Regions from separate parts of the Mus musculus genome. Here regions 2, 3, 4, 5, 6 and 7 are each linked to region 1. A link is a contact called in public Hi-C, HiChIP or PLAC-seq and promoter capture Hi-C data. All regions are on one chromosome and are shown on one strand. The core of a region is the stretch at or near the end of the contact, and the rest is flanking DNA. Distances in the headings are between cores, read along the strand shown.

Region 1 (2,771 bases), core at 147-2,646:
CCTATGCAAATTAACAAACATCCTTTTGTTTTTGTTTTGTCGAGCCAGGACTGATCAAAAGCTCATCAATTTTTTTTAAAGGACAAAGAATAAGGTTTTCTGTTTGTTTTTAAAAAGATGTATTTATTTTATGTATGTGCATACACTGTCTCTCTCTTCAGACAACCCAGAAGAAGGCATCCGAGTCCATCAGATTAATTAGATGGTTGCGAGACACCATGTGGTTGCTGGAAATTGAACTGAGGACCTCTGAAAGAGGAGTCAGTGCTCTTAACCCCTGGGCCATCTCTCCAACCCCCAAAGGGTAAGTCCTAATGGGGGGCGGGGGATGGATTTGAGACACCTCATGTACATAATGGGTTTCGTCAAACAATAGAGTTAAGTCTTAGAGGAAATTTTAAAGATCGAAAGTTGTTGCATCTCTGTGCACTGCATTTAAAAAAATGTTCACTTTTCTTCCCTGGTACTGGGGCTTGACCTGAGTGCCTCTACTGAGCTACGCACCTGCACCCTTTCTTTTTGAAATACTTGTGATTGGTTTCACCTACAGCCTCAGCCTTAGAGTAGCAGAGGCTTGCTGCATCAGAACAATCGGGTTTTTAGTCTTAAGGTATTCATCGACCGTCTACTTAGCCATACAGGAACTGCCAGGTTATTTCACCAAATTGTGATTGTCCTCAGTTATTTCTCACACTAGGGCCTGTTTCTTTTTAAATTTTTATTTACGAGGCAGTGCCTTCACGTAGCTGAGGCTGGCCTTTACTCCTGTCTCCACTTTCAGATCACTGGGATTCAGGCGTGCAGCACCATGCCTGCGCCACGCTTGTCTAAAGGTAGACACCACCTTCGGCAGCGATCAGTGAGCGTTCGGAGACATTAAATCCGGTGCTTAAGTTCTGCTTGTTGACTCCATTGACTTGCGTTACCTAAGCCCGACGGCTTCTGTTTAAGTCAGACTGGCGGTGGAACAGTAGCCGGAATGGCTGATCGAACAGATGCAAGGCTACACAGGGCGATGCCAGGGATTTAATCGCTCGACGTCGAGTTTGACTGTTGGCAGCGGAATGAATGTGTGACTAAAAGAACTGACTGGAGACGCTGAGGCTGGCGCCATCTAAACAACCCACCTAAACGCTAACGCAGTACACCCACTTTCTGAACACCCAGCTCCAAGCCGGAGCCGGAAGCCAGGACGCTAGAGGAAGTCGCGCTCTCAGCCAATAAGCGTCTGGTTCTGAAAATGACTCTCTCATCCCGCCTATTGTAGGACAGCGAGAACTGAGGCGAACTATCGCGAGGTTTCGTTGCCCTGGCCCCCTTCTTCCCCGAACCCTACTCCAGTTAGCCAGGCCCGCCTCTCCGCAGGCTCCGCCCCGTAGCCCCGCCCTCCCTGTGTTTTTAGACTGCCTACCAGCGCAGCCTGAGCCGCTGAGTGCCGGTCAGCGGGCGCCGAGGTGAGTGTCCGGTCTCCAGGCTCACAGGTCGAAGCCGCTGGCTCGACTCCCCGTGGGGACGCTTCATCCCCGTCGCCACAGAAGCGCCTGGGCCTCTGGGAGAGGAACAGTGGGTTGTCCGGCCTTGGATCCCCACCGCTGCCGTGTCCTCCATGGCCCCTGGTACCAGAGTATCCCGGTATCATCATCTGAGTCCCTGCCCCTGGGCTCCCTGCTTCCGAATTCTTACGACCTTTAGACTCGAACTAACTCGGGCAAAACCAAGACGTCTGGTAGTTTTTCTCCTGGAGAAAACAGCCTTTTACAGATGTTTGTAGTATGCAGTTTGTCTCTGATCTCCAGTGTTAGAGAGCCGGCTTGTGTATTCCGTCAAATTAAGTACTGGGAAGTCAGTTATGGGCTACTCTTTAAAATACCTGTACTTAAAATGGGGATATACTTGAGAGATTATTGTGTTTCTCCTGAGAAGACTGGTGTTGGACTTTCAGAAAACTGAAGGAGCAAATGTATCTAGTCAATACCCGTTACATTATTTACAGTAACCGTGGGCAGGGGGTGACGTTTTGAAAGGGCCAGGAGAACTTAAAAAGGCTGTATTGCCAGTGAGTGCATATTGGGAAGCCAAGAGTACGTTCATCTTTGGAAGCTTTTGGATTTCATTTGCATACACGTAATTTCCGAGTTTGTACGAAGATGCATTTCAGCAGAGCCTAATGATGCTTTTGAAGTAACCGGTGCCAGGTGGAACATTCAGAGAGAGCCATCTGGCTACAGGGAGTGAAGATTTTGAATATGGTTTTTTAGTTTGCAAAAGGGAAACTTTCTTGTGTGTAATCTTTGGCTGTTTTATAAGAATGACACAATGGCTACATTTTATAATTGTAAAAGGCTGCGTTATAGGAAAGGTGGTGCCCAGACTTTGGAGTTAGGACCACCTGCATTTCGGTTGTAGCAAAGTACCTCATCTGTAAAGTGGATTAATGTCTGCTGTGCTGCTTGGCTGTGAAGAATAAGATATTTATGACAGCGAGTTTAAATTGTCTGTGAGTGATCTCAATGGGTAGATTAAAAAAAATCAACCTTGGAACAGTTACTCTGATTTCATCCACTTATTAGCTGTTTGAAAGCTAAAAGTATTTTAGAAACTGTATTATGCAGGCATGCAGAAATGAAGAAACTAACATTCCTCTGGATTTAGGGTTTTACAGACTCTCATCTAAATTGTCCGTAAACAGGTGTGCATATCTATCTAGATCTATAGACATATAATATAAAACAAATAGTAAAAACTGAACAACTGGCTTGCTCTGAGAGAGA
Region 2 (2,771 bases), core at 178-2,677, 1.8 Mb after region 1:
CCTTCTACCCCCCCCCCCCCCCCCCGCTCCTTCCATGGAGTGGAAAGGAAAGGAGAGAAAGAACCTAGCTCTTAAGACAAGGCTTCAGTGGCACAGCCATCCCATGCCTTACCTGGGAAGGAGGAACTAACCTGCCTGGGTGCGGATCCCTAACGATGCAAAATCTAAGGCCCGAGGAAGTTTCCACAGCTGTGCCCAGGTAGAAGCAGACTATCCCGAAGCCTGTGGTTACCACAAATACTGGATGGAGACAGACCCAACTCAGCACAGCTCAGCTGCTCTTCTTGGCGCACCAAGGTGAGCCCCTCTGCCGCATCCTGGGGAGAGACTGCCAAGCTCAATAGCCACCTGCTTCCCAGGAGGTCACACATGAGCCTTGCAGGATACTCTGGGCCCCAGGATGTCCCAGGGTGTTTTGACTGGCGGTGAATGAGACAGCTGTTTACAGAGGGAGGGAGAAGAGAGGAAGGGAGAGAGGAAGGGGTGGGCATTTTACACAATTTAATAACCAGAGGAACAACAGCAGTTACAGAAAATTTAGCCAAAATGTCATTCAGGGACGGGAAAGAGCAATTACTTAAATATTTAAAACAGACACCCCAGGAGTGGCCATGGGGGCCGTTCTTTGTTAATATTTAACCGGAGCCGGGCAGCCACCGAGAATACAACTGTTTACAGGAGATATGAACTAACACCCACTATTTGCTGAAAGCTATGGGGAGACTGTAGCTCTTGAACAGCTGATGATGTTCCTAAATCCCAGCCGCTCCAGTAGGGCCCCCCCCACATCACCACCATGAGGCCACAGGGGTGGGGAGGCCACAGCTGTCCCCAGAGCCCTGTGAAAACTGTAAACAGGCAGGCAGGGGTCAGCTGTCTTGCTCCAGACTCACAGTTTTCAGGAAGCCCAGCCCTGCAGCTGGGCCTGGGAGGTGGCTGCTGGCAAGATCATCAGCCCTCACTCCTGCAGACCCTGGCCAGGCTATCCTGGCCTCATCCACCCTCCTGGGCAGACACCATGCATGAAGCCAGGTGCTGATGAGCAGAGGAACTGGATCCCAAACTGGCTTGCTATGTCCCTCAATTCACACCGGGGCCTCCTGGGACACCAGACTGGGCTGTCTATAATTAATAAGCTAGCCTGTTTGCAGGGTTGGTAGATAGATAGGCCCTTTGTTCATTACAGCATCTACCTCCATGAGCTTGGCTTTTACCTACAACTGCCTCAAGTCTCATGGCTACCCTGCTGCTATGACAACCACTTCCCAACTTACTTGGGCACATTAGTTAAAACCCCACACAGATCCAACTTACTCCTCGGCTGCACTCTACCAGAAAGCCCAGCTCAAGCCCAAGGGAAAAAAACGTCACCTTTGAGTTCGTAGGCTGTTTCCAAGGTGCCACAGTTGAGACCACGTGTGCCTTTCAGAAGCCTGTGCCCCGTTGCATCATCTAATATGTTTGTTACAAAGTTGCCCAACCCTAGACCCACAACCCTGGCCTCCTCCCCGCATGCCACTGCCAACTGGTAAAAACCACAGATGGCCCTGACCTATTGAGCCCTTCTAATTGTTTGCACACCTGGTCAAGAGAAGAGAAAGATGGAGCAGGGAGGCGCGCTCTGGAAAAGCTAGAGAAGAACTGGGGCCTGCACAACAATATCTGTTAAAATAAAATAAAATCTAGTATATAAGAGCTAAAGTTTGGGTAGATATTTAGTACGTGATTTCACACACACACACACACACACACACACACACACACACACACACACACACATTCATTCCTTCTCAGGACAGTTGGCACACGCTGTCTAGAGTACTAAAACCATAGTCATTAAACTTTTTCTGTTCACTGAGTAGCTCTGGATACTAGAAATCTGAAGGAACGTTGAAGAGATTATGACTAAGGAACATGAAATGATCGGCTAAGGTTCTAGTTTAGCTAAATGCTGGCCAATGGGATCTAGAGACATCCACGGCCACTGAGTCATCAATTAGTCATGTGAACTTTTTTTTTTTTTTATTTTGATTGTTGCTACGGTTTCAACACAACTTCCTCTACCTCCCAACTCAGGTTGGAATTTTGTCCCCATTGTGAAGTAAGTGTTAGAGGGCAGACACAGTGTAGCCAGCAGTGAGGCCTTCACTGGACTGAAGCATGCATGGCCCTTGCCTTTTGGGGGGAGATCCCTTGCTGCTTGGGACTCTGCCAGCAGAAAGCCACCACTCAATACAGTCTCTCGTCCTTGGGTCTTTGCGACAGTGAACTGAAGAAGTCCTCTTTTCTTTTGAACTCACCAAGGCAAGGTGTTGTGTTTTCTTAGTAGGCAAACGTTTCTAGCTTCAGAGTAGTACTGTAACATGGTGGGGGGGGGGGGGCGTCTCTTTCTTGAAGCCATTCAGTAGTCAGTTACAGACAGGCCACTTTGAATCCTCTTATCATGTTCCCTCCTGGATGGTAACCAGACTGCTTTGCAGTTAGGAGACCTGGTGGACATAGCCAGGGGTGTCCTTGCTTTGCTGTTTAAGGGTTGTATCCTTCCCTGGCTAAAAGCTTATTCAATCCTAGCAGGCATGCCCCTGCACAGTGCTTGGCTTGTCTGTCATGGCTTGCTCATTTAACACACAGCCTACCCTGGTGCTCCTTCTGCTGTCCCCTCTTCAGCACCCTGATGGGCTCAGTTGTCCTAGAATTGGACACATCAATCAAAATTCAGCAGCATGCCCAAGAGGGCAGCATGGGGGTGCTTGGTGTATTCAAGCGTTGGA
Region 3 (2,771 bases), core at 106-2,605, 1.6 Mb after region 1:
CAAGACAGTGAAAGGACCCAGATGCTCCTGAACCGGACTTTTCTCCAAGAAAGTTAATTTCATTCAACAAACACAAAGAACACTAGGATTTCCCATAGGCAGGAAGAAACTTTCAAAAATGGCAGTGCACAGCGCCCCCGAGACTTTGATTGCCTCTGGTCACAGTCTTATAATCTTAACCCCTTCCAAAGCCATCTCCTGAATAGTTAACGATTACCTCTCAGTTCTATGTTTTAAAAATCAAGTGCTACTTCTGTCAGAACTGAACAGGTGAGTTCCGCCACCCCACACACAGAAGTGACCATTATGCCACGGTCAAACAGCTCAATCTTGAAAACACCAAATTATCCGGGGCTGCGGGTCTGGCTCAGTAGCGCGAGTGCTTTCCTGACAGACATGAAACCCTGGGCTCATCCAAAGCACCATATAAACGTGGTGCAGGCATTTAAACCCAGCTCCCAGGAAGTGGAGGCAAGAGGGTCCGAAGTTCGAGATAAACCTTAACTATATAACGGTTTGAAGTCAGCTCGGAATACACGAGACGTTGTCTCAAAAACAAATGAACAAAACCAAACCGGAATTATTGGGGCAATTAAGGTAACTCTGGTACATATCCACCCTACCCTCAGGTGCCACATTAACGCTTTTGCTAAAAAACAAACAAACAAACAAACAAACAAACAAACAAAAAACACCAGCCAGCAGCCGGCCTGTCCGTAGCGTTTTCTATTTTCCTAGTCCTCCAACAGTTAAAGCTGCTCGATGAGCGGGGCAATGCCTAGTGAGTACGGTCCGGGGAAGGAATCGAGGCGCCGTGTTTGCTAGCCGGAACGCCGGTAACAAACAGCCCCAAAGGGCCCTGCGGGACGGTGGATCGGAGGCGCCCAGCCCGGGTGGAGGCCCACGGGCCAGGCTCCAGCCTCTGCGCACGCGGCGGGGCTGGTTTCCCGCAGCCACGCGCCGGGGCCGGAACACAGCCCGCGCTCCGTCTAACTCACCCCGGAGGTCCAGTTCACGGTCCCGTACGGCATTTGTGTACTGCGCCGCCTGCTCGATCAGCTCCGCCGTCAGCTTCACCATCCTGTCGCAGCCCGCGGACCCTCACCTCCGACACCAGCCTGCGCCTCCCGCCAGTGCCGTGTCCCACAGTGCACCGCGCCTCGCCGCCAGACAGCACCAATCGTATCCCCGCGCAGCTCGACCGCCAGGCTAAAGCAATCGAAGACGTAGCCCCCGTGTCTTTGCTTCTGGGTTCTGGGCTTGAGCGTGCCTGGGAGTGTGGGGAGCCCAGATTCCAGTTTTTTTAATCCAAAAGATAAGAACACGCGAGGGATGCTCTGTCTCACGTCAGTGAACCTCAAGGGAGGGGTAGTTGGGACTACTCTCCCTTCTCCACCCAACAAGGGGCGGAGACTGTGAAGTCTCCTGAAAGTCAAGTTCCTAAATGTCTAACTTGGGCTTCCGCAGGTAAGGGGCAGGACCCGTAGGCTGGATTGCCTTAAAACAGAACCCTTCTGACCTGGTACAGTCACCTTAAAGCTTGAGGGTGAACTTGTAGCCTGTAGACATTTAGGTGTTCATACCAAAGCGCTGGTCAGGTGGCTTAGAGGTTAAGAGCACTTGCAACTTTTGTAACGGACTTGAGTTGGCATTCCAATATCCGTCTGGACACCTGACAACTGCTTGTAACTTCAGCCTCAGGGGATTTGCCGTCCATTTCTAGCCTCCTCAGACACCGGCAACCGCAAACACACACACACACACACAAATAAAATAAACCATAAGTGATATTCATATTGACTAGCTGTGATGGAGAATGCCTTTAATCCTAGCAGTTTGGAGACAGAAGGAGGTGGATCTCGGAGATAGAGGCCATCCTCGCCTACAGAGCCAGTTCCAGAACAACCAGGGATACACAGAGAAACTCTATCTCAAGCAAACAAACAACACCAAAAAAATTCATACGAAGTGCAGGGGAATACACATATCAGAAATTGCCATGTGATGAGTGCCCCACAGTGAATACAATATACCTGCAGAGCCTTGGCCTCTGTCTCCAAAGGCTTAAATGCACAAAATCATGTGCATATTTTTTTAAATCATAGCTTACTAATTAATGTACATGCCCACCTGTGTATACGTGATGACCCCTTCAGCCCTAGGCCATCAACTCCAACTGAGGCTGCACCTTCACTAGTGACCATCCCTGGCCTCTCACAGTGCCAAGCCTTAAATGCACGAAATCATATGCGTATTTTTTTTAAATCATAGCTTACTAATTAATGTACATGCCCACCTGTGTATAGGTGCAGGGGAGGCTTCAGCCTAAAATTCCCTGGAGCTGGCCGTTGTGATCCTTTGGACATGTGTGCTAGAAGTCAACCCCTGGTCCTCAGCATGAGCAGAAAACACTCTTAAAAATACTTTTAGAAATTATTTGTTATATCTCTGTGGTTTTGGGCACATGAGTGCAGATACCCACAAAGGCCAGAGGTGCCAGATACTCTGAAGTCGGGGTTACACGTGGTTGCTGGGATCTGAACTCTGGTCCTCTGAAAGAGCTGTACACACTCTCTTACCTGCTGAGTCATGGAATGACTGACCTGAGAAGGAACTTGAACAGCTCACTCTCCTGCCTCCATCTTCATGTGCTAGGATTATTGGAGTGAGTTTATGTAGTGGTGACCCCTTCAGCCCTGGGCCATCAACTCCAACTGAGGCTACACCTTCACCAGTGACCATCCCTGGCCTCTCACAGTGCCAAGCCTCAG
Region 4 (2,771 bases), core at 171-2,670, 1.6 Mb after region 1:
TAAATAAACTGCTAATCTACTGCCATAGGACATGACAACCTACCCAGGCTGGCTTGGAGATTTTCTGTCTAGTGCCTTTGAAACCATAAGAGCTACCAGCCTGAGAATGGACTGTCATGCTTTGGCAAAATATGCCTCTAGATTCTTTAAAAAAATGGGCTACGGGGTTGATGAGGGAAAATGATTGTAAAAGATAACTCTGCTCTGTCACGGTTTATCAATGATGGCTAAACTTATGACTACGAGGAAGCTAAAATACATCTGGGGACAAAAATATGATCTATGAATCCATCCCTGTCTACGGAGTGCTGTATAAAGCAGCACCCCACTTCCAGTCAGTCAGGTGGCAAGATTCCCAGGACCCCAATGCCTGATCCCCCCACCCCCACCCCCGCCCCTTGACACTTCTTGTTTCCTCCACAAGACCTGGCCATCTCCAGGGACTGGTCCCCATGCACCGAACAAGATGTGCATTGAGTATGCTATACACCATCACGGAGTCTTTGCATCTCAATAAAAATCTTTCAAACCTCAAAGGCATGTCTTGCCACCACCCACTAAGTAAATGACAGGCGCCTTCATTTCTACCACATGGCACTAACCCAGAACAGTCTCGGCTTGGTCCAGCTGTCTCTGCCTCAAAGCCCTCAGTCGAAGGGAGAGCCTCTGGATGACAATGTAGAGTAGGATGCAGCTGAAGAGGATGTACCAGCCATAGCTGGCCAGCAGGGAGCCCACTGGGGGGAAAAAAAAAAAAAAGAGAAAGAAACCAGTTTCAGAAATGGTAATAGCATTTTTTTCAATAATACTCTACAAAAATAGTCATAGCTTCTTCTTTCAGAACCTTCACAGTCTAGCTGGAAATGGACTCCTAAGAAGCGAATCGCTGGGTACAGAAACTTCTCAACTACAAGGGGACTCGGGAGTAGCCCGGAGGGTGCAGAGCCCAGCAGCTAGGTTCTGAAGGACTAAAGGGGACGTGTCTATCTGATTCAGGAAAGCAAAGGCCATCCAGACTCCGTGAGTTACACTTTGTTAAGGAGTGAGACAACAGTGTGTTAGTGTCGGGTAGAGTGAAACGCCGGGCGGAGGACTCCACTGCAAAAGGAAAATGTTAAAGGGACTCCCGTGAGCCAAGTCCGCGAGCGCCCGCCCAGCTAGGGCGACTTCGAGAAAGGTGAGCTCCGGCCCAACAAGCAGGCTCGGCCAGTCCGCGGCGTTAACGCCAAGCCTCCTGGAGGCCGACCCACCGAGCATGGCGGCGCCCGCCGCCCCTGACCTGTCACGTGCAGGAATCGCAGGCTCTCGGTCTCCAGCGCCGGCCTCGCGGACAGAGGTTCCTCATCGCGATCCATGGCGGCCACCGCCACCGCCACCAACGACAAGCCCGCTGCTCCTCTCTGCTCTGCGCTTCCGGTTCGGCCCTATGTACACGTGGCGCTCACTGCCGTGGCGGTACTGACCTATCGTGGCTCGACCTACCTCGACGCTCGACCAATCACAGGGGGGGTGTGACCAGAGGGCGGGGCTGAAAGATGCCCAGGCGGAAGCGCGTTTGACTTTCAGGGAGGAGCTCGCAGCTCAACTCGGCATAGCTCGGATAACCGATCTTGTATTTGATACTGATTGGACATTGAGGCTCAAGAGATTTGAAACCTCCTGGAGATGAGATTTGAGTCCCGCCCTTGTCACCGGGCCCTAAAGGTTTGCAGCATAGATTCCCCTCCCCTAACGTGCGGAAAGCGATCTACTTAGAATTCCTTTCTTCTGATCCACTGTCTCAAGGGAAGGAATTAATGTAGTAATGACTTCAACTTAGGCTCTTATGTGTTACATTACCACAGTTTTTGTAATGGTTCTCTGCAACATACTAGGAAGGCAATAAAGGAGATAGCTGCGATTTGAAAAGGAACTGATGGAATCAAGTTTCCATAGATTAATGGGATTAAGAAGGTGAGAACTCTGTGGTGTTTAAAGGTGGGATCCTTTGGGAAACTACTATATGAGGTCAATGTGGGTGTCCCCAGAGAAAAAGAGACTAGATTTCTGTGCACCCCACCGTGAGATGACTCAGCCTGAGGAGCCTGATGGAATCTATACGGTGCTGTACCAAGCTTGAGGACTTTGAATCTCCAAAATGGAAATAAAACTCACTGTGTCATAAAAACTAGTCTGTTAAGGATCTTCTAATTCAGCGACTCCATCTGGGGACATGGGAGAGAAAAGCCTGGAGTCACTTCACATTATCAACCACCTTGAAAATAGACTTTGATGACTGGATATGAAGCTAAGAATATGAAGATAGCCATGAATTTGCTGATTTTTTTTTTCAGACACAACATGGCTTTTTTAAAAAATTGCTAAATTTTTAAAGTTTTATGATTTTAATAGTTTTCTCAGTGGTAAAAAAGGATCAGTTTAATTTTTTTTTCTTTTTTGGTACCGATGACTGCCACCCCACCTCTGAGGCCAGTTTGAACCCTCTCTCTTTGCTTAAGGTGATTTCTCACATCATACAGAGCAAGTGAAACATCTGGTTACGAGAGAGGAGGTTGCTCATTTGCCTGTTGATCCAGTCCCTTAACATCTGCAATCATGATGATGAAATAAGTAATGTTTAGTTTCATTAAAAGACAAGGTGGAGGGGAAATGTTGGCACACACCTTCAACCCCAGCACTCAGCAGGCAGACACAGGTGAGTCTCTGAATTTGACGCTCAGGACAGTGAGGGCTACACAGAGAAACCTTGCCTTAAAAGCCTTTAATCCCCG
Region 5 (2,771 bases), core at 147-2,646, 1.5 Mb after region 1:
TAATCCCTTTGTTAATCCTGAACATGATCGCTGCCACTTCTACTGACTCCTTTAGCCTACTAGGGCCCAGTTACTTCCTACCACGCATACGCCTTGGTGGCTGCGCTGGGGAACACCAGGCTGCAGTCTTACAATGACTAAATCGATCACACAAACTGTTTTTCCTCAAGGTTCTTTTTCTCTACTTAACAAACCAGAGTGTTGCTCAAAGGCAGAGTGGAAACGCTCACCAAAAGTGAGAATCTTAAAGTACAGTACGGAGGAGCCCTAGCCAGGTTAATTTAAGCGGGCTCTCCCTTCGAAATGACAAAGTGCCTATTTTAGAGACTCAAATTATAACTCTGCCTCCACTATCGCAGGTACAACATTGAATTTCGCCACCACCTTATGGGGGAGACTCGTTCCTTTTAACAAAGAAGTCTTGAACACAGAAAGCTTACGTGTCTCCCTGGAGATGAGGTTGAGAGGCACACACACTGAGGCCAGCGTACTCAATCCCAAAGCCTTGCCCTTGAGAGATGCTCACCATCCTAAGCCCTGCTGCCTTTGCGCTGAGCCGCTGGCAGCTACCAGAGAAGCCTCCGGGGAACCCGTAACGCCGCCCGCCCGCCAGCCAGGATGCCGGATGCAGGCGATGGCATCCACGAAAGGGGGGCTCACCTGTAGGCGGCCACGGCGCGGGTCTGCAGGTATTTCTGGGCTGTCATGACTCCCACGAAGAGAAAGTTCCTGTCGCGCGGGACGCCCTCCGCGGCCGAGCCCTGCGGCCAGAGCTGCGCCCCGCGCGCATCGCCGCGCGCCCCGCCGGGCTGCGACGCCTCCTGCCCTGGCCGGCATCCCTCGGGACTGGGGCGCCGCCGCGGGCCCACTCGCTTCAGCTCCGAGGCGCGGGGCAGGACGAGCCGCGAGGCCAGCACGAAGCCCAGCACGAGCCCGAGCAGCATGCTGAGCCAGGCGCGCCGGCCGCGCGCGGCCATGCCCGCGCCCCTCCGCCCGCCGGGCCGCTGTCCCGCTGTCCCCGCCGCAGGCTCCGCGCGCCCTCAGCCCACCGCCCCCGCCCGCGGAGGCCAGCCCGCCCTAGCGCCGCCAGGCCCGGCCCGGGCAGCGCCGCGGCCGCCGCGGGCCCGCCGCGCCCATCGCGGCTCCCGAGCCGCCCGCAGGCCCCGCGCCGGCGCTTTGTTCCGCGCGCCCGCCCGCACCGCCGCGGCCTGCGCCTTTAAGAGGGGACCATGCCCCGCGCGCGCGGCCGGCGACTCCGGCGCGAGGCGACAGCGGCTCCCGCGGCTCGCGTCCCCCGGCTGGCTCGGCTCGGCTCGCGCTGCGCCCGCCCTCTCGGTGCCCTGCGCCGCCTCTGCAGCTGCACATCCTCCGGCTTAGCGCGCCATTGCAAAGGAGCCCCTCACGTCACGCACCGCGCGTTAAGAAGCGGCCCGCCGGCGGCGTGCCGTGGCCCCTCTCGGGATCCGTCCGCGCCTCGTGATTGGCGCAAAAGTGAATGGGGGGCAGTTCACGTGGCCAAAGTTTAACCAAAAAAAAAAAAAAAAAAGCACCCGCCCCGCAGTCTGCGGCCAGGCAGGAGGGGCGTGGGATAGCATCGACGACAGCGGGGCGGGCGTCCCTCCAACCCCCACTGCCCGGTACCCGCGGCCACGCCCCCGTCGCCAGCATTGGGAGCCGGCGGTCCGGCACCGCACGTGGACTGAGTTGACCGGCTCCCCAGATGCCCCGAGAGCCGCCACGCCCTTCCCTCCCCGGGCCGACCTCCCGACTCGGTGGCCAGGACAGCGGGGTCCACACTGCAGCTTTGTACGCTGCAGGCGGGGCTGGAGCCACACACGGCCACAGTTCACCTAGGAACGCTAGGGGATTTGCGGGCTGGGGAGCGAAACGTGAATTCGCTAAGTAGCTAGGGCTGCCCTCGAACTCAGAGAATCTGAGATCTGTCTCTGCCTCTCGAGCGCTGGGCTTAAAGGCGAGCGGCACCAAGCCCGGCATATTAGTTTTTTAAATGGATATTGAAGAGATGGGTGGGTGAGTTACCACTAGATGATAAATACCTGTATTTAGTCCCAGTGAGCAGAGAGCTGGTTAGTACCCCCCTCACCTAAGTCTGTCAGTATTTTTAAGAGTAGATTTATAAAACGGATATGGATTGTGTACGTGGTGTGGGGGATGGGTTCTCGGGAGCCATACACCTAGTTTTTTGAAACAGGATCTCTTACTATTCTGGAGGTCTCCAAGTAAGTTAGGCTCGCTGAATGGATTTTTAAGTTGGATACCAGTTTCCCTATATTTGCTCTGTCTTAACTTTTATACGTTTTGTTAAAAACGAAAGCCCTTCAACTTGGGTGCCCACATGACAAATGTTTGTAAATACCAATTTTATTTCTTAGTCACCAATGTGTTAGGATTATAATCGCAAAGTAGCCACTTGGACCTGCTCTAATAGAGCCCAGGTGCTAGCTGAAGCTGCAGATCGTTTTGAACTCCAGATCCTCTTGCTTATGGAACTGGAGTCACCTGAATTCCAGGCCTGTGTGCTACCAGCCCTGGTGCCAGGGATCAGCCACTGGACCTCTGATACACTGGGCCAGTACTCTATCCTCTGAACTACGGTCCCAGAGCCTAAGAAGTTCTCATTTAATCAATCAAAGAAACAAACAAAAAGATAGAAAATGGGGCTGGAGAGATGGCTCAGCGGTTAAGAGCACTGACTTCCAGAGGTTCAATTCCCAGCAACCACATGGGGGCTAACGACCATTTGCAATGGG
Region 6 (2,771 bases), core at 183-2,682, 1.4 Mb after region 1:
TCTCTCCTTCTACCAGGTGGGCCTGAGGATCAAACGGAGCCCACCGGGCTTGAGAGCAAGCAGCTTTACCCACTGAGCCATCTCGCCGGCCCCAAAGTCCTCTACTCATTATTTGAAATAGGGGAAACCATCATCGTGGAGAGTCACAGAGCAAAACACCACACACAGGAAATTCTTCCCATCTTGTTAAGTGGGCGAAACATGAAACCGAAATTTAAGTCGGCCTTGAATTTGCATGATGTCAGTAAATATTAGGCTCCTTATTTGGCCGGGCAGGTTGGGTTTTCGTAAATAGGGATGTGGGCCTGAAGATGGTGTGTTCTCAGGCAGCCCTCTGGAACTCAGAGGGAGTCCCCAGGGGAAACCAAACACAATAGCGCCTACTTCATCATCAATGTTACACACGATCAGTTTCAGCTAAAGAATATTAAACAGAAGATTCCAATTTTTTCTTTGCAAATAGTGTTCATTACAGTCTTTTTTTTACTTATTATTTTTTTTATTAGTAATCATTATTGTTCATCTCTACCTGTGCCTAACTTTGAAATTAAACTCCATTATAGGTATATATATATATATATATATATATATATATATATATATATATGTGCTGAGTGCACAGGCTCCTGACCATCTGTGGTTTCAGACCTCTCGCAGGGGGTGAGTGGGGACTGCTGAACTCAGTCTGGAACCCCAGGGCCTTCTGACAACATGACAGAACTGAGAACAGAGCCTCAGACAGCTCAACCGGAGAAGCCCAGTGGGCAGCTGAGGGCTGGGAGAGTGGGCAGGAGGCACAGAACCACAGCTCTGGGAGGATGCTGGCTCTACATTCAGGATAACACTTACAGAACTAAAGGGCATGAGGGAGAGGTGAGGACTAGGGAGGGAAGCTCACATCCCCTCTGCACCCCAGATGGCCAGAGAGGTCATAGCCGCTGTTGTCCTTGAATGGGATGGAGCTTGGAAGTCCTCAGCGTCTTCAGGGCTTATGCTTCCGTGTCACAGACACCGCACCCAAGGCTTACAGAGCTAGAGCCATTGGCCAGAGCTAGCTTCAGTGTGATCCACATCTATTGGCTTTGGAGCCCCCACTCTACCTCCAGCTTCTTTGGCACCCATGAATTTCTTAAGGTGGCACCAGCATGCAGCCATCACTCCACAATGCTGAGAGGCTCTGGGATGTGGTCATGTGACCCTTGGGTGCTGGAGCTAGCTCATCATAGCTTGACTCTCAGTTCTCATTGATTGTGTGACCTGAGGTCATTTTTCAGCCTCTATGGATGTGTACTTTGGTTTCCTCCTCTATTTTTTTTTAAGCATGAAGGGAGTAGCCTCTTCCCCACAGCTCAGAGTTAAGCAGTACAGTCTAAGGATGGGCGCTGCGATGTTATTTTGTCACTGTTGCTGGTGTGAAGATATGCGGTTTAGGGGACCAGCCTGGGAAAGCAGCTTGAACCTGCCCACTTGAGAAGCCCCAAACCTGATCTCTGACACCCCAGCTCTACCCCTTCCTGGAAGTGGCTTCTGTTTAGACTCTCTTTTCTGAAGGTTCAGGCACAGGCTTTTCTCAGCTCTGGTCCCCACACACCCTCCCACCCCAGAGGAAGCAAAACTACCCCTGGTCAAGTCCCAGGTGGGGCTTCCTCTGGGTGGATTCCAGGCCAGCCTCCACAGCGTTGGCTGCCTCTGCCTGAAGCCATGTGTGGGCCCAAGGGCTAGCAGGCTTCCTCCCCTGAGCCCTGTCTGTTCGGAGTGCACAGTGGTTGAATGGTGGGTGGGGTGCCTGCCCTGTCCGTCTATAGGTTGTGATCTAACTCCACTGCCAGTCTCTTGTCTAGGCTGGACCCAACTCTCCTGACCCCACTGGCTCCTGGTGGGTCCAGCTGGGCTGCACGGAGGTACACCCTTTGGGCTATGTCATAGGATGCTACAACCATTCCTACCTATCTATACCCAACAGTCTACAGCGGGGAGCCTTGGGATGGTGGAGATGAGGGGCCTCTGGGTAGTGGAACCTTTGGTTTTATTCCTCTCTCACAGAAAGGCAAGCTCTAAGACGACGAAGTCCCCGCCCTGCCCAGCCCTCCGACTTCCCCAGCCCCAAGTTGTACAACAGGCACTTGAACTGCCAGAAACAGTCCCCAGATAACCTTATCAGCCACCCAGCCACAGAGCCTCTCTGCCGCGCCAGCCACCCACAAAAATAGAGCTGCTGATTAGAACCTTCCAGAAACACAGACACTGGAGCCTTCCAAAAGCTGAAGAGACATCCTGGCGTGTTCTGAAGCCCTGCTCTATCTTAAAGCAGCACGAAATATTTATTCTGGGGGTCTTCAAATCAACTCTCAGGATTTGTGGAAGGAAATTTGCCAACTACCTTTTAAAAAACACCAAAAAAAGTATCCCTCTTCTTTAAGTTCTTTAACTACCACTTCTGATAGTATAGTTTAAAGAAATAATAGGATGGAAGGAAAAAAGTACTAGTTAAGGTTGTCCGCCCATGGATTCATCAGAGTTCCTAAGCTTAACCTGAAGATGACATCATGCCCAAAAATGGGAGGAGGAAGGGAGAAAGGGGGAGGGAGGGAGAAGAGGGGGGGATTGAAGGAGGAGAATCAAGGAAGAAAAGAAGGAAGGAAGTTAGGATAGGAAGGAGGATAGATTCATGGCAACCTACCCTACTGTGTCCCAGATAGCTCTTAGAGCGTTAGTGACAGGGCTTATGGAGAGATGACTGCATGGGTAAGAGGATTCACTGTGGAAGCATG
Region 7 (2,771 bases), core at 144-2,643, 1.3 Mb after region 1:
TTCCTTAGATGAACAGGGATGTGAAAGTGAAGGCCAAATAAACCCTTTCTCCCAAGTTGCTTCGGCCCTGGTGTTTCGTCACAGCAATAGAAACCCTTACTAGGACGCATGTCATGATACAACATTCGGAAATGGTTCAGTAAAGAGTGAAGAATTTTGGTTTTATTTTCGAATGTTTTAGTGTGTGTGTGGAGGAGTGCATATGATGAACACAGGTGCCCTCGGAGCCAGAAGCATAGGATTCCCTCAACGCTAGAGTTACAGGCAACTGTGAGCCACCCAACAGCAGGAAGGACTAGGGGTCACACTCAGCAAGTGCTTAACCAGAGAGCCATCTCCCCAGCCAGCCCCAAGAGGGTGTGTTTTTGTGTGTAGAAAGGTGCTGGGAGACATCCCTGGTGATGCTGCTTTGACAGCAGGTAACTCTAGGTCTGTGGGGTCCATTAGGTCCTAGTTCAACTCTTGGCAAACTTTAGATTTTTCTGGACTTAAGTGTTTAGAGTAAGTGGGAAACGTCAGTCATTAGAAAGGAAAAAAGCCGCCAGGGAAATTGAGTGACTTATCTAACACAATTGCCAGAGGCTAGGACTCCTCTCTCTGGATCTTAGTTGTTCATCCTTCTTCATCTACACAAATGAAGAGGGAGATAAAGACTGGAGGAGAACTTTCTGTTGGAAGGGCGGTAAGGCACAGGATTTGGCTAAGGGAGCACAGCACCACCTTGTGGCCAGATATGATCACAGCCGCTGCCAATTGCCAAGGCCAGCTTAACCAAGATTGCTGGTAGCTTTCTCACAGTTCCTGTGGTTCTTACACGTTCCCATTTGTGAAACATTCATTTTTGTCTATATTCTGGCCCTGTAATTTTCTGTTATGAATTTTCTTTGGATATACAAGCCAAAAGAAACAGATTTCTTCTCCCCAGAAACCCAGTTGAGTCTCAGATTCTTTGATATCCCTGAAGAAAACCTTAGTCTTATGTATTAAACCAGGACCCATTTGCTGCCTGGCAATAGCAGATCACTGGGATTTCTGACTTCCTCTTGTGGAAAAAAAATAAGGAACATGTTCTGGGTGTGCCACAGCAAGAAGGTTGGGCTGTGGTTTGCATGTGGCAGAGACTCAGGGCACAGAGGAGTTGATAAGTCTCAGAACAAAACCAAGGGAAGGTTTTACTGTGTCTTCAATGGAGGTTATTGTTCATGGAAATTGGAGACATCGCTGGAAGTAAGAATTCCTGTATATCTCTGTAGGGGCCATAATACTTAGCTTTCTCAGGTTGACCTGAACTGAAAGCAGGGCCAAAAGTTAGGGAAGCTGTCTGTTACTAATATAGTCCTGGGCTGACTGTTACAGAGGAAATTGGTGAGCTCATTAGGTTGTTACGGAGATAACAATGTTTATCTTGCTTCCTGGGCTATTTGCTAAGGGGCATGGTTTCCTTGCTGTGAGGTGTGGACCAGAGTTCTGGATTTCCGATTGGTGGTGTCCAAAGTGTGGCCTGGCACAGCGCCAGGTGGCTGAAGACAGTGGCTGCCCAGATCACACAAAGTGACTCAAGAACAGAGATCTCAGAGCCACATTTAGGACTCGGCCTTCTCCCTGCCTGAGAAGAGGATAGCCAAGCCTCGGGGGGGGGGGGGGGCTCCTTTGGACCCAAAAGCCATTGCTGCTTCCCTGCACCCCAGTGTGCGGCTCCTAAGGGTTGGCTCTGAGCCCATGGATACCCTCTGGGGGTGACGAGGAGCCATGAGCAGACGATTTGTACAGAGTACACTCGCTACTTCCTGGTGCCAGCTACCATGGTGGAAGCTGGGAAGGCAAGGTAGACATGGCCCCAGTTTCTCAGGATAGGGATCCAGCTGGAGTGGGTACACAGCCTCACTTGAGCCTTTACTCCAGGCCCACCTTGGGCTTAGACTCACCAAATTTAGGTGCTGTTCCTTGCTATCCAACCCCAGGCACTTCGTGTGAAATGGTCCCATCTGAAGTTGCCCTGGGTGGACCTGGACTGGCTCCTAGACATCTCCTGCCAGATCACAGAGCTTGACCTGTCTGCCAACTGCCTGCCTTCGCTCCCTTCCATCATCCCTTGGGGACTCATCAATCTAAAGAAGCTGAATCTCTCAAACAACCAGCTGGGGGAGCTGCCCTGCGTGCAGTCCTCCGACGAAATCATCTGCTCCAGGTGGGCCCAGGGGCGTGGTCAAGGCCCTCTGTGCCCACCCGTCACAGTCACCTTCCCGTCAGAGGGTCCTGGGTTGAATTTTATGTTTTGGAAAACTAGCTATTAGCAGTAGTAAAAGGACTGCTCGCTCACAAGAGCACAGCCATCAAGATCTCTGACCCCTTAGGAGCCAGAGAAGTCTGAACAGATGGTCTAGGCTAAGATCATGCATAGCCGCATGAGGCTGTTTGTTCAAAGTACCCGACTGGTCCTGCTCAGAATCAGAGGGCAGTGGCTAGAGGCTTCCTGGGCTGGTAGAAGGGTTTACCCCACCAGAAATGGCTGGGCGGGCCTGAGGAAAGGATCAATACGGGAATGTGGCAGCACATGGACACTGGTGCTGCCTGTCTTTCCTAGAGCCCTGAGCCCTGAGGTGGCCCAGGAAGGGAAGGACATCTATCAATTACTTTTCTCATTGTTGTGACTAAATACCCTGATGACTTAAAGAAGGAAGGGTTTATTCTGACTCACAGTTTGAAGGAGCCATTTTAATGTGGTGGGAAAGGCATGACTGAAGGCTCAGAAGGGAGCTGGTCATACTACA

The links. Promoter capture Hi-C pulls out the DNA fragments that hold promoters and counts their contacts. Hi-C and Micro-C count contacts between places; a contact is called where the count stands out from the background. HiChIP or PLAC-seq counts read pairs in DNA pulled down with a chosen protein or histone mark.
Region 2: a contact with region 1 is called in a promoter capture Hi-C map of liver, with 4 times the contacts expected there. The contact joins the promoter of 1810008I18Rik here to the promoter of Lrrc28 in region 1. A contact is called at or near these places in 2 of 39 promoter capture datasets (both in liver) and 1 of 115 datasets of contacts at active chromatin or transcription factors (pancreatic cancer cells).
Region 3: a contact with region 1 is called in a promoter capture Hi-C map of pre-B cells. The contact joins the promoter of Snrpa1 here to the promoter of Lrrc28 in region 1. A contact is called at or near these places in 8 of 39 promoter capture datasets (the 3T3-L1 cell line, 3T3-L1-derived adipocytes, the C10 cell line and 4 more), 1 of 484 Hi-C or Micro-C datasets (CD4 T cells), 3 of 115 datasets of contacts at active chromatin or transcription factors (astrocytes, large pre-B cells and pro-B cells) and 1 of 9 other capture datasets (adipose tissue).
Region 4: a promoter capture Hi-C map of pre-B cells shows a contact between it and region 1, with 7 times the contacts expected there. The contact joins the promoter of Selenos here to the promoter of Lrrc28 in region 1. A contact is called at or near these places in 12 of 39 promoter capture datasets (the 3T3-L1 cell line, 3T3-L1-derived adipocytes, the C10 cell line and 7 more), 5 of 484 Hi-C or Micro-C datasets (B cells, CD4 T cells, CD8 T cells and 2 more), 4 of 115 datasets of contacts at active chromatin or transcription factors (astrocytes, embryonic limb bud, large pre-B cells and 1 more) and 2 of 9 other capture datasets (adipose tissue and liver).
Region 5: a contact with region 1 is called in an H3K4me3 HiChIP or PLAC-seq map of pro-B cells, with 6 times the contacts expected there. The contact joins the promoter of Chsy1 here to the promoter of Lrrc28 in region 1. A contact is called at or near these places in 8 of 39 promoter capture datasets (the 3T3-L1 cell line, the HPC-7 cell line, cranial neural crest and 5 more), 1 of 15 datasets of contacts at CTCF or cohesin (large pre-B cells), 4 of 484 Hi-C or Micro-C datasets (the HPC-7 cell line, cortical neurons and pro-B cells), 4 of 115 datasets of contacts at active chromatin or transcription factors (astrocytes, embryonic limb bud, pro-B cells and 1 more) and 3 of 9 other capture datasets (adipose tissue, embryonic stem cells and liver).
Region 6: a Hi-C map of B cells shows a contact between it and region 1, with 7 read pairs. The contact joins the enhancer-like site here to the promoter of Lrrc28 in region 1. A contact is called at or near these places in 1 of 39 promoter capture datasets (pre-B cells), 1 of 484 Hi-C or Micro-C datasets (B cells) and 2 of 9 other capture datasets (adipose tissue and liver).
Region 7: a contact with region 1 is called in a promoter capture Hi-C map of liver, with 2.9 times the contacts expected there. The contact joins the enhancer-like site here to the promoter of Lrrc28 in region 1. A contact is called at or near these places in 5 of 39 promoter capture datasets (the 3T3-L1 cell line, the C10 cell line, hippocampal neurons and 2 more), 1 of 15 datasets of contacts at CTCF or cohesin (large pre-B cells), 9 of 484 Hi-C or Micro-C datasets (B cells, the N1E-115 cell line, cerebellum and 5 more), 6 of 115 datasets of contacts at active chromatin or transcription factors (astrocytes, embryonic forebrain, embryonic limb bud and 3 more) and 1 of 9 other capture datasets (embryonic stem cells).

The regions. Positions count from the first base shown.
Region 1 is chr7:67,643,861-67,646,631 of GRCm38.p6, reverse strand. It overlaps Lrrc28 (leucine rich repeat containing 28), which reads left to right and starts at 1,396. Exons shown (of 10, transcript NM_175124.5): 1 at 1,396-1,454. It also overlaps a transcript of Ttc23 not described here.
Region 2 is chr7:65,801,693-65,804,463 of GRCm38.p6, reverse strand. 1810008I18Rik (RIKEN cDNA 1810008I18 gene) reads right to left here and starts at 1,427. Exons shown (of 3, transcript NR_167723.1): 1 at 1,315-1,427; 2 at 132-438. Gm51485 (a long non-coding RNA gene) reads left to right here and starts at 2,114. Exons shown (of 3, transcript XR_003946789.1): 1 at 2,114-2,309.
Region 3 is chr7:66,058,920-66,061,690 of GRCm38.p6, reverse strand. Snrpa1 (small nuclear ribonucleoprotein polypeptide A') reads right to left here and starts at 1,355. Exons shown (of 9, transcript NM_021336.4): 1 at 999-1,355. The coding sequence starts at 1,080.
Region 4 is chr7:66,078,298-66,081,068 of GRCm38.p6, reverse strand. It overlaps Selenos (selenoprotein S), which reads right to left and starts at 1,420. Exons shown (of 6, transcript NM_024439.3): 1 at 1,280-1,420; 2 at 603-737. The coding sequence starts at 1,355.
Region 5 is chr7:66,108,117-66,110,887 of GRCm38.p6, reverse strand. It overlaps Chsy1 (chondroitin sulfate synthase 1), which reads right to left and starts at 1,396. Exons shown (of 3, transcript NM_001081163.2): 1 at 661-1,396. The coding sequence starts at 977.
Region 6 is chr7:66,196,107-66,198,877 of GRCm38.p6, reverse strand. No RefSeq gene overlaps it. Among named protein-coding and RNA genes, the nearest start is that of Gm33442, 55 kb to the left of the region's middle. Within about 2 kb of position 1,432, at least 102 of the 459 cell types and tissues checked have an H3K27ac peak or open chromatin away from gene starts, as enhancers often do. A contact at or near this core is called in B cells, liver and pre-B cells, where this site is marked.
Region 7 is chr7:66,308,078-66,310,848 of GRCm38.p6, reverse strand. It overlaps Lrrk1 (leucine-rich repeat kinase 1), which reads left to right. Exons shown (of 34, transcript NM_146191.3): 7 at 1,962-2,188. Among named protein-coding and RNA genes, the nearest start is that of Gm45989, 28 kb to the right of the region's middle. Within about 2 kb of position 1,393, at least 127 of the 459 cell types and tissues checked have an H3K27ac peak or open chromatin away from gene starts, as enhancers often do. A contact at or near this core is called in the N1E-115 cell line, cerebral cortex and liver, where this site is marked.